2 separate regions of the Sus scrofa genome follow, and region 1 is linked to region 2. The links are chromatin contacts, called in public Hi-C maps. All regions are on one chromosome and are shown on one strand. Each heading gives the region's core, a stretch centred on a gene start, on an enhancer-like site or on the middle of the called end of the contact. The rest is flanking DNA. Distances are from core to core; before and after follow the strand shown.

The links. A called contact is a pair of places that touch in the nucleus more often than the background predicts.
Region 1: a Hi-C map of liver shows a contact between it and region 2, with 5 times the contacts expected there. The contact joins the promoter of WDR25 here to the enhancer-like site in region 2. A contact is called at or near these places in 2 of 47 Hi-C or Micro-C datasets (liver and skeletal muscle) and 2 of 2 datasets of contacts at active chromatin or transcription factors (alveolar macrophages and skeletal muscle).

Annotation. Positions count from the first base shown.
Region 1 is chr7:121,236,661-121,240,151 of Sscrofa11.1, reverse strand. WDR25 (WD repeat-containing protein 25) reads right to left here and starts at 1,953. Exons shown (of 7, transcript XM_021099728.1): 1 at 1,869-1,953. WARS (tryptophan--tRNA ligase, cytoplasmic) reads left to right here and starts at 2,008. Exons shown (of 11, transcript XM_003128728.6): 1 at 2,008-2,099.
Region 2 is chr7:121,100,362-121,104,192 of Sscrofa11.1, reverse strand. The region is part of intron 1 of DEGS2 (sphingolipid delta(4)-desaturase/C4-monooxygenase DES2); the gene reads left to right. Among named protein-coding and RNA genes, the nearest start is that of DEGS2, 29 kb to the left of the region's middle. Within about 2 kb of position 2,277, at least 80 of the 83 cell types and tissues checked have an H3K27ac peak or open chromatin away from gene starts, as enhancers often do. A contact at or near this core is called in alveolar macrophages, liver and skeletal muscle, where this site is marked.

The DNA of each region.
Region 1 (3,491 bases), core at 704-3,203, 140 kb before region 2:
CACCTACAGTCCAATCCAGGCAGGTAACACCTTCTACACACAGAGCCATTGTCTAAATAAAACGTCCATCACAGGAGTTCCCGTTATGGCCCAGCGATAACAAACCCGACTGGTATCCATGAGGACGCAGGGTCAATCCCTGGCCTCACTCAGTGGGTTAAGGATCCGGCATTGCCGTAAGCTGTGGTGTAGGTTGCAGACATGGCTCAGATCTCACGTTGCTGTGGCTGTGGCACAAGCCGGCAGCTGCAGCTCCAACTGGACCCCTAGCCTGAGAACTTCCATATGCCATGGGTGTGGCCCTAACAAGCAAAAAAACACAAAAAAACAAAAGCAAAAAACTTCCATCACAAGCCAGCCCATCTCAAATGGAACAAATATAATGGACAAATTATAAATTAATAGAACACTGCACTGCAAAGGATTTGGCATTTCTTTTCTCTAAATACTTGCTCTGTTCCTGAAGCCCATCCTGATCAAACATCTCACCTGTCTCAACTCCTGGGCACAGCATCACCCACCACAGCATCCCGTTCCATCCCTCCAAAGAGAACCCACTAGGTTACCAGCACCAAGGCACCTGTCCTCAGCCATTAGAATGGATTCCTACCTACCCAGTTGTCCACAGATGTCGACTCACAGGAGAGGTCGATGGCCAGAATTAGAAATGAGACCTACAGCAAAAGATCAGAGAGCAGCGGAGTGAGAAGATCCCCACAAGGCAAGGCAGCAAGAACTGAATGAATGCAGGTAGATGAACCATAGCAGCATCTGCTTCATGTACATTTCATTCAGTCATTCAGTAAACATTGAAGGAGCATGGGCTACTTCCCGAGCCCCATACCAGGCGCCAGGAACACCTCAGCCAACAAGAAAGTGAACAATGCCCTGAGCTCATCATGCTCACGCACGGCGGGGGAAGACAGACCATGACCAGGTGAAACAAAGGATGTCCAGTGATGAGAAATCCCAAGGAGGAAAGTAAAACAGAAAAGTCGGCATGATGGTGGGCTTGGGCTGTTTCCTATGATGAGATCAAGGCAGGCCTAGGGCAGAAGGCAACGCTCTGGAGGAGGTGAGGAAGTAGAGGTGATGAGAAGACCGAAACAACAAAACTAATCAAATTGGGTAAGAGTGATGGAGGCAAGAATGAGTCAAGGAAAACAGGCAAAAACGGAGGTGATCGGGAGCCACTGGGAACAACAACAACAAACTTTAGAGGGAAACTGCTGCCTAAACAGGCAAAAGTGGGGAAAGGACATTTTTTCATAGAAAGAGGGAGTGATTAAACTAAGAAGAACAAAAAAATTAAAAATAAAAATAGCTAAGAACAGCTGGAAGAAAAAGTCAGGTCTTAGCAGAAATGAGGCTACAGGAGAGGGGAGCGGCAATGACAGTCACCTGCATGTCAGCTCCACCCAGGCAGGACTTTTTTGTGTGTTGTTCACTGTTTGATCCCCAGCATCTACAGATATTTGTGAAATGCAACCTGGTGGGAGGAGGGCACAGAGAAAGCAACAGGGATAAGATATTCTCATTCAACATTTCCTGATTACCTACACTGTGCCAAGCTTTATATTAGGTTTTATGGACAGACATTAAACACAAAACACACCTCCTGCGCCGGAGGCCACAGACTGATGAGGGCAACAAACAAGATACGACCAGAGGTGGGTTTTGAAGAATGAATAGGAGTTAGCCAGGTTGCCAAGAGTAGGAGGTGAGCATCGTCCAGAGCACTGCGCGACGCAGAACCGGAGATGTAGAACAGGCGAACAGCGGCGAAGGCTCGCGCGGAAGAGTGTGGAGCACTCGGGCCCCAGCCAGGTCCCGTCCCCTCCCGTCCCCCGGCCCGGCCCGCCGCTCACCACACACACCGGAAGCGCTCGGTCCTCCCGGAGGCTGTCCGGCCTGCACTCCGCCGCCCAGTCGCGTTCCGCGGACGCCGGGGCCCCAACCAATCAGCGGCGGCCTCTGGCCGCCACAGCCAATGATGACGCAGTCGATCCGGAAGTTGTTCCGGCCGGACGGCGTTTCCACGGACGCCCAAGCAGCAACCCGTGGCTGAGCCGGCAGTGCTGACGGGCCCGGCTGGGCCGGTAAGTGAAGGGATGAAAGAGGGAGGGAAGCCAGGGTGGCGCCCGATGACCTGGGCCTTCCGGAGCCGCCGGCACGCCGGGGCCGGGAGTATCCTCCTCAGAGCCCGCCTCGCTGCCCGCCGGGTTCTGGCAGCACGGGGGGCGCGGAGGCTGCCCGGGCGCCCCTCGCCCCCTTCCTCCCAGCGCCGCCGACCCGGCCTGTCGCCCACTCCCGCGGGCGCCGACCCTTCCTCGTCTCCCACCTCTGCCCTTTCCCTAAGGAGGGAGGCCCCGACTTTTACCAAGTGTCTGCCATGTGACAGGGGCTTTGCCTGCAGTATCGCACTTAGTCCCCTCCACGGTAAAGTTAGGAGGCTTCTTTATGCCCATTTCACAAATGAGGAAGCGGAGGATGAAGCGGAGAGGTAATGTGACTTGCTCAAAGTCTTGAAACAAGAAGGTGCCCAAACTGGGATCGAAACTCAGATCTGACCCCAGAACTCATGATCTTTCCACTGCATTGCGCCGCCCCCGTGAACGACAGCAGCAAGGAATTTACAGCCCACCTTTCTGCCCCCCAGGACTACACATAAAACACAGTTTTCATTACAGTTGTTCATACTGATGCTAAGAAGGAGGAACAGAAAGGGGGCAGGGAGATTTTTAGGAGGCCAGCTTGGAATAGAGGGTGGCTGATGCAATGACCAGCTAATATCTTGATTCCCAAGAGGGTTTCACTGGTCTCCACCCGCACTCTTTCCTGTACCCACCTCTGATTGGACAGTCCCATCAAAAAGGTTGGGTCAAGAGGCTTAAGCGTTTCTGAGAAACTGGGGGATTTATAAGAAACTCCTATGTGTGAGTAGTGAAGGGTGGGATAAACAAGGAAGGAAGAGAGAAGTCTTTTTCTAAAAGGAAACTGAAAGGAGGAAAGGACGACTATTAAAGAAGAGCTTGAGCTGCACGGGGCAGTCTCAGCTACTCAAGTGCCCGGTGGGACCAGTGGCCACCTCTGCAGTGTCTCCTGCAACCTCGGTATGTATTGCCACCTTCCCAAGGCTTAGAGCTTACTAGTATTTTTACCAGCCTTTTCCCAAAAGGCTGGAAACCTTGGCTTAGGGAGATGAGGGGTCAGGATTACACTGTTGTGCATTTTACTTCATCTCATTGGTCCCAAGTTCAAGTGATTCTCGGCTTCCATAGGGAACAGAGATCCTGGAAGAGTAGTTGCCTGCTGGGATTCATAGCTTGCCTTTCAGCAGCTTCATGTTGGCTGTCATATTTTTCACCCGTGAGGCCTCCTTAAATAGTTGATCTCCATTCCCAATATGTCATTGTAATACTCATGAGTATCTTGGGTCTGGCTTCATTTAAAATAATGGCTTATTTGCCTTTTAAGATAATTTTCATTTC
Region 2 (3,831 bases), core at 1,028-3,527:
CCTGTTGCTGCAGAGATGCTATTGATCTTGTTGTGCCATAGTGGGAACTCCCTGAGGCAGGGCAGTATTTTTAAATGAATAGCTGGAGGAAACCAATTATATAGAAAAACAATAAAAATTTTAAGCTCATGTACAAAGCAGTAGTGTCTTTTTTTTTTTTTTTTTCCGTTCCCACAGCATGTGGAAATTCCTGGGGCCAGGGATCACACCTGTGCCAGAGCAGTAATTATACAGGATCCTTAACCCACTGAGCTGCCAGGGAACTCCCAATGTAGTAGTGTCTTTATTAGCACATTAAATAACAGGGCCACACCTGTGGCACATGGCCGTTCCCAGGCTAGGGATCCAATCAAAGTTGCAGCTGCTGGCTTACACCACAGCTTATGGCAAGGCCATGACCCTTAACCCACTGAGCGAGGCCAGGGATTGAACCCCCAAGCTCATGGATACTAGTCGGGTTCCTTACTTCTGAGCTAAGATAGGAACTCCAAATTCTCTCTACTTTTGTGTATGTCTGAAACTGCTCACAATAAAAAAGATTAAACTTACTTGAACCATTCAGCAGGTATTTATCACTGAATAGCTGCATTTATTGAACACCTGCTGTGCGCCAGGCTCAGGAGGTCATTTTATCTTCACACCAGGCCTGAGGAGACAGGGCCTGTTACAGGTCTCAGAGAACTAGAGGTGAGGAGTTCCTGTCATGGCGCAGTGGAAATGAATCCAACTAGGAGCCATGAGGTTGCAGGTTCGATCCCTGGCCTCTCCCAGTGGGTCAAGGATCCGGCGTTGCTGTGAGCTGTGGTGTAGTTCACAGACGCGGCTTGGATCTGGTGTTGCTGTGGCTGTGGTGTAGGCCGGTGGCAACAGCTCCGATTCCACCCCTAGCCTGGGAACTTCCACATGCCTTGGTGCGGTCCTGAAAAGACAAAAAAGAAACTAGAGGTGTGTGGTCACACTGAGAGGACGGGGCAGGGCAAAGGGTGTAGGGGTGTCAGGGTAACAGCTAAATCCCTCTTTCATTAGATTGTACCTGAAAGTGAAAAGTCAGTCGCTGTCACTGACACATATAAAGGTGAGAGCTGGAAGAAACAGGCAGAGAACACAAATGGCTGAGGGGGGACCCAGGTGTCAGATATTGCCAATTTTTTTCATTATAAGCCTTGTAGTTCTATTTGTCCTTTAAAAATGTGTACCTGTTATTAATTTTATTGAAAATAAAAGGTGGAGTTCCCATCGTGGCTCAGTGGTTAACAAATCCGACCAGGAACCATGAGGTTGTGGGTTCCATCCCTGGCCTTGCTCAGTGGGTTAAGGATCCAGTGTTGCCGTGAGCTGTGGTGTAGGTCGCAGATGCGGCTCCAATCTGGCGTTGCTGTGGCTATGGTGTAGGCCGGCAGCAAGAGCTCTGATTCCACCCCTAGCCTGGGAACCTCCATATGCCACGGGTGCGGCCCTCAAAAAACAAAGTCAGAAAAAGAAAAGTTAAAGTAAAAAAAGAAGAAAGCAGATGATCAGAAAGGTGAACTTGGCCAAGGTCACACAGGATTCAGAGCGAAGCGACTTCAGACCTGAGACCAAGGTGGGCCCTGCAGCCCAACCGGGCCTGATGCTAGCCGTGGGCAGAAGGCCATCTGGCCAGAGAGCCCAGACTCTGATGTCGAAGACGGATTATTTTCACTATCAGATGTTGCTGTTGTTCGGGCCTATAAGGTTAATATCAACGAGCCGCTTATGAACCTGAATGGCCCTTTTCACTTATCTGACCTTGCGGACTGGGTTGCGGAAATTCAAGCCCCAGCTCAGTACCCGCAAGTCAGCAGAGTGCTAAGTAGACTGCATTGTTTTGCGAGCACAATGCTGAGCTATTCTCCCAGGGCACAAATGTGTCAGGCAGAAGGCTGGGTTTGAACTCAGCATCTGCAGTGCTGGGGCCAAGGTTGAGCACGACCGACCAGAGTCCGCAAAGTAGAGACTTCTTGACCACGTGATGGAGGCGGGGCTGGGTTACTTGGGAGAAGAGGGCAGCAGCGTACGCAAAGTCCCAGGAGCCTTGATCTGGGAGTTGGAACGGGTCTGCGTAGCTGGAGAATGGGGTGAGGGGAAGTGGAGGCAAGGGCAGACTAGGTACCAGGCACATGCTGGGTAAAAGCCTAGGGCAGCAGAGCAGGTGGCAGAAGGCCAGAGTGGCTGGAGCGGAGGTGCCTGCGCGAAGGACGAGGCCAGGGGAGAGGCTGGGAAGCTGCAGGGCTCGGAGCCGCAGGGCCTCCGGGCGTAGAAAGGATTTACGTTTCTACCCCAAAACAGCCAGTTCGGAGTTTCAAAACCTCGCTCCGGCCACTGAGTGGGGAAGGGAGCCGGAAGCAGCAGCTCTCGGGCGCCTGGGCCCAAAGTCCGGCGGGGTAGGGGGCCGGCGAGGGGCGAGGCCCTGCCCCTGGCCTGTGCTTCGGGGCGGGGCTGACAGCCTTATAGCCCCGCCTTCCTCCCCCGCTGGTTGGCCCAGGGCGGGAGCACCTGACCCGGGGGGGCCAATCCCCGTGCTGGCAGGAAGCTCCGCCAGGGTGACCCTCCCCGCCCTGCTGCGCAGCGAGGCGCGGATAGAGGCGGCTGCAAAGCGCGGCTCGCCCCGCGGAGACGCACGTATAGGGGCGGGTGGCATGTTGACAATTAGCCGTTTCCCGGACGTCCATTTGGCCAAATGACCAAGGGTTTTTTTTTCCACAAACGATCAATTTCTACGGACTGCCTATGTCGTGTGCGTTCGCCGAGGTCGTCCAGCGTCCTGCGTCGTCTGGGCAGTGACTGTTTCTCCAGTAGTCCCACCTGGCTCTGCTGAGCCAGAGTTCCAAGCTTCTGAGCGTGGGAGGGGGGTCTGCGGGAACCCGTCTCCTCCCCCCAGCACTCCCCCTACCCCTTTGTGAAGTTCGGCCTTCTCAGTCCCAGCCTTCCTTGGAGACCGGGCAGGGGGACTCCCTGGCGCTCCATAGGGCTCTGCGCTTTGCTCTGGGCCTGGGAGAATCGTTATTTGCGAATGTTTCAACTGGAGGGCAGAGGCCCCCTCCCCAGCCAGGGCGCCTGGCTCATTGGGGGCCCATCAGGGCGAAGTAAAGGAGTGAAGTTGGCTCACCCTCAGCTGCCTGGGAGGAGATGCACATGGGGAGGCCTCTGCCAGGAAGTGACCTCTGGCCTCTTCCAGCTCCCAACCTGTACAAGTCCAGATGGGGACTGGCCTCCGGGGGTGGGGGGTGGGGGAGGGGTGGAAGGAATCGTTTCTTGGAAAGCACCCAAAGGAGCATCTTTGCATCCAGTATTAAACCCAGGAAAATGGCTCGCAATTTAGCATCAAAGGTATGGAAAGCAAAATGCAAAATGTAGGGTAATCAGACTCTCCGAGAGAGCGTCAGGTCCTGCTACAGAGGGCACTCACCCTCCACTCACCCTCCATGCGAGCAACGGCATTGCCAAAACCCCAAGGGACGTGAAATTGAAGCTAACTGATTTGTCTTGTTTTGTCCTCTCTCCACTCCCCTGAAAGGTAAGCTAAAGGTGTCCAGTGGGCAATTTCTTTTTTGTTTTGTTTTGTTTTTGTTTTTGTTTTTGGCTGACCGAAAGTAGATGGAGTTCTCCCGCCAGGAATCAGATCCAAATCATAGCTTCGACCTAAGCAACATCTGCAGCAACGGAGGATCCTTTAACCCACTGTGCAGGGTGGAGATGGAACCTGCACCCCATTGCTCCCAACACGCTGTGGATCCCACTGCAGCCACAGTGGGAACTCCCCATTATCATTTTCTTTAGTGTATTTTATTCCTTTTCTTGACTAGATCAAGT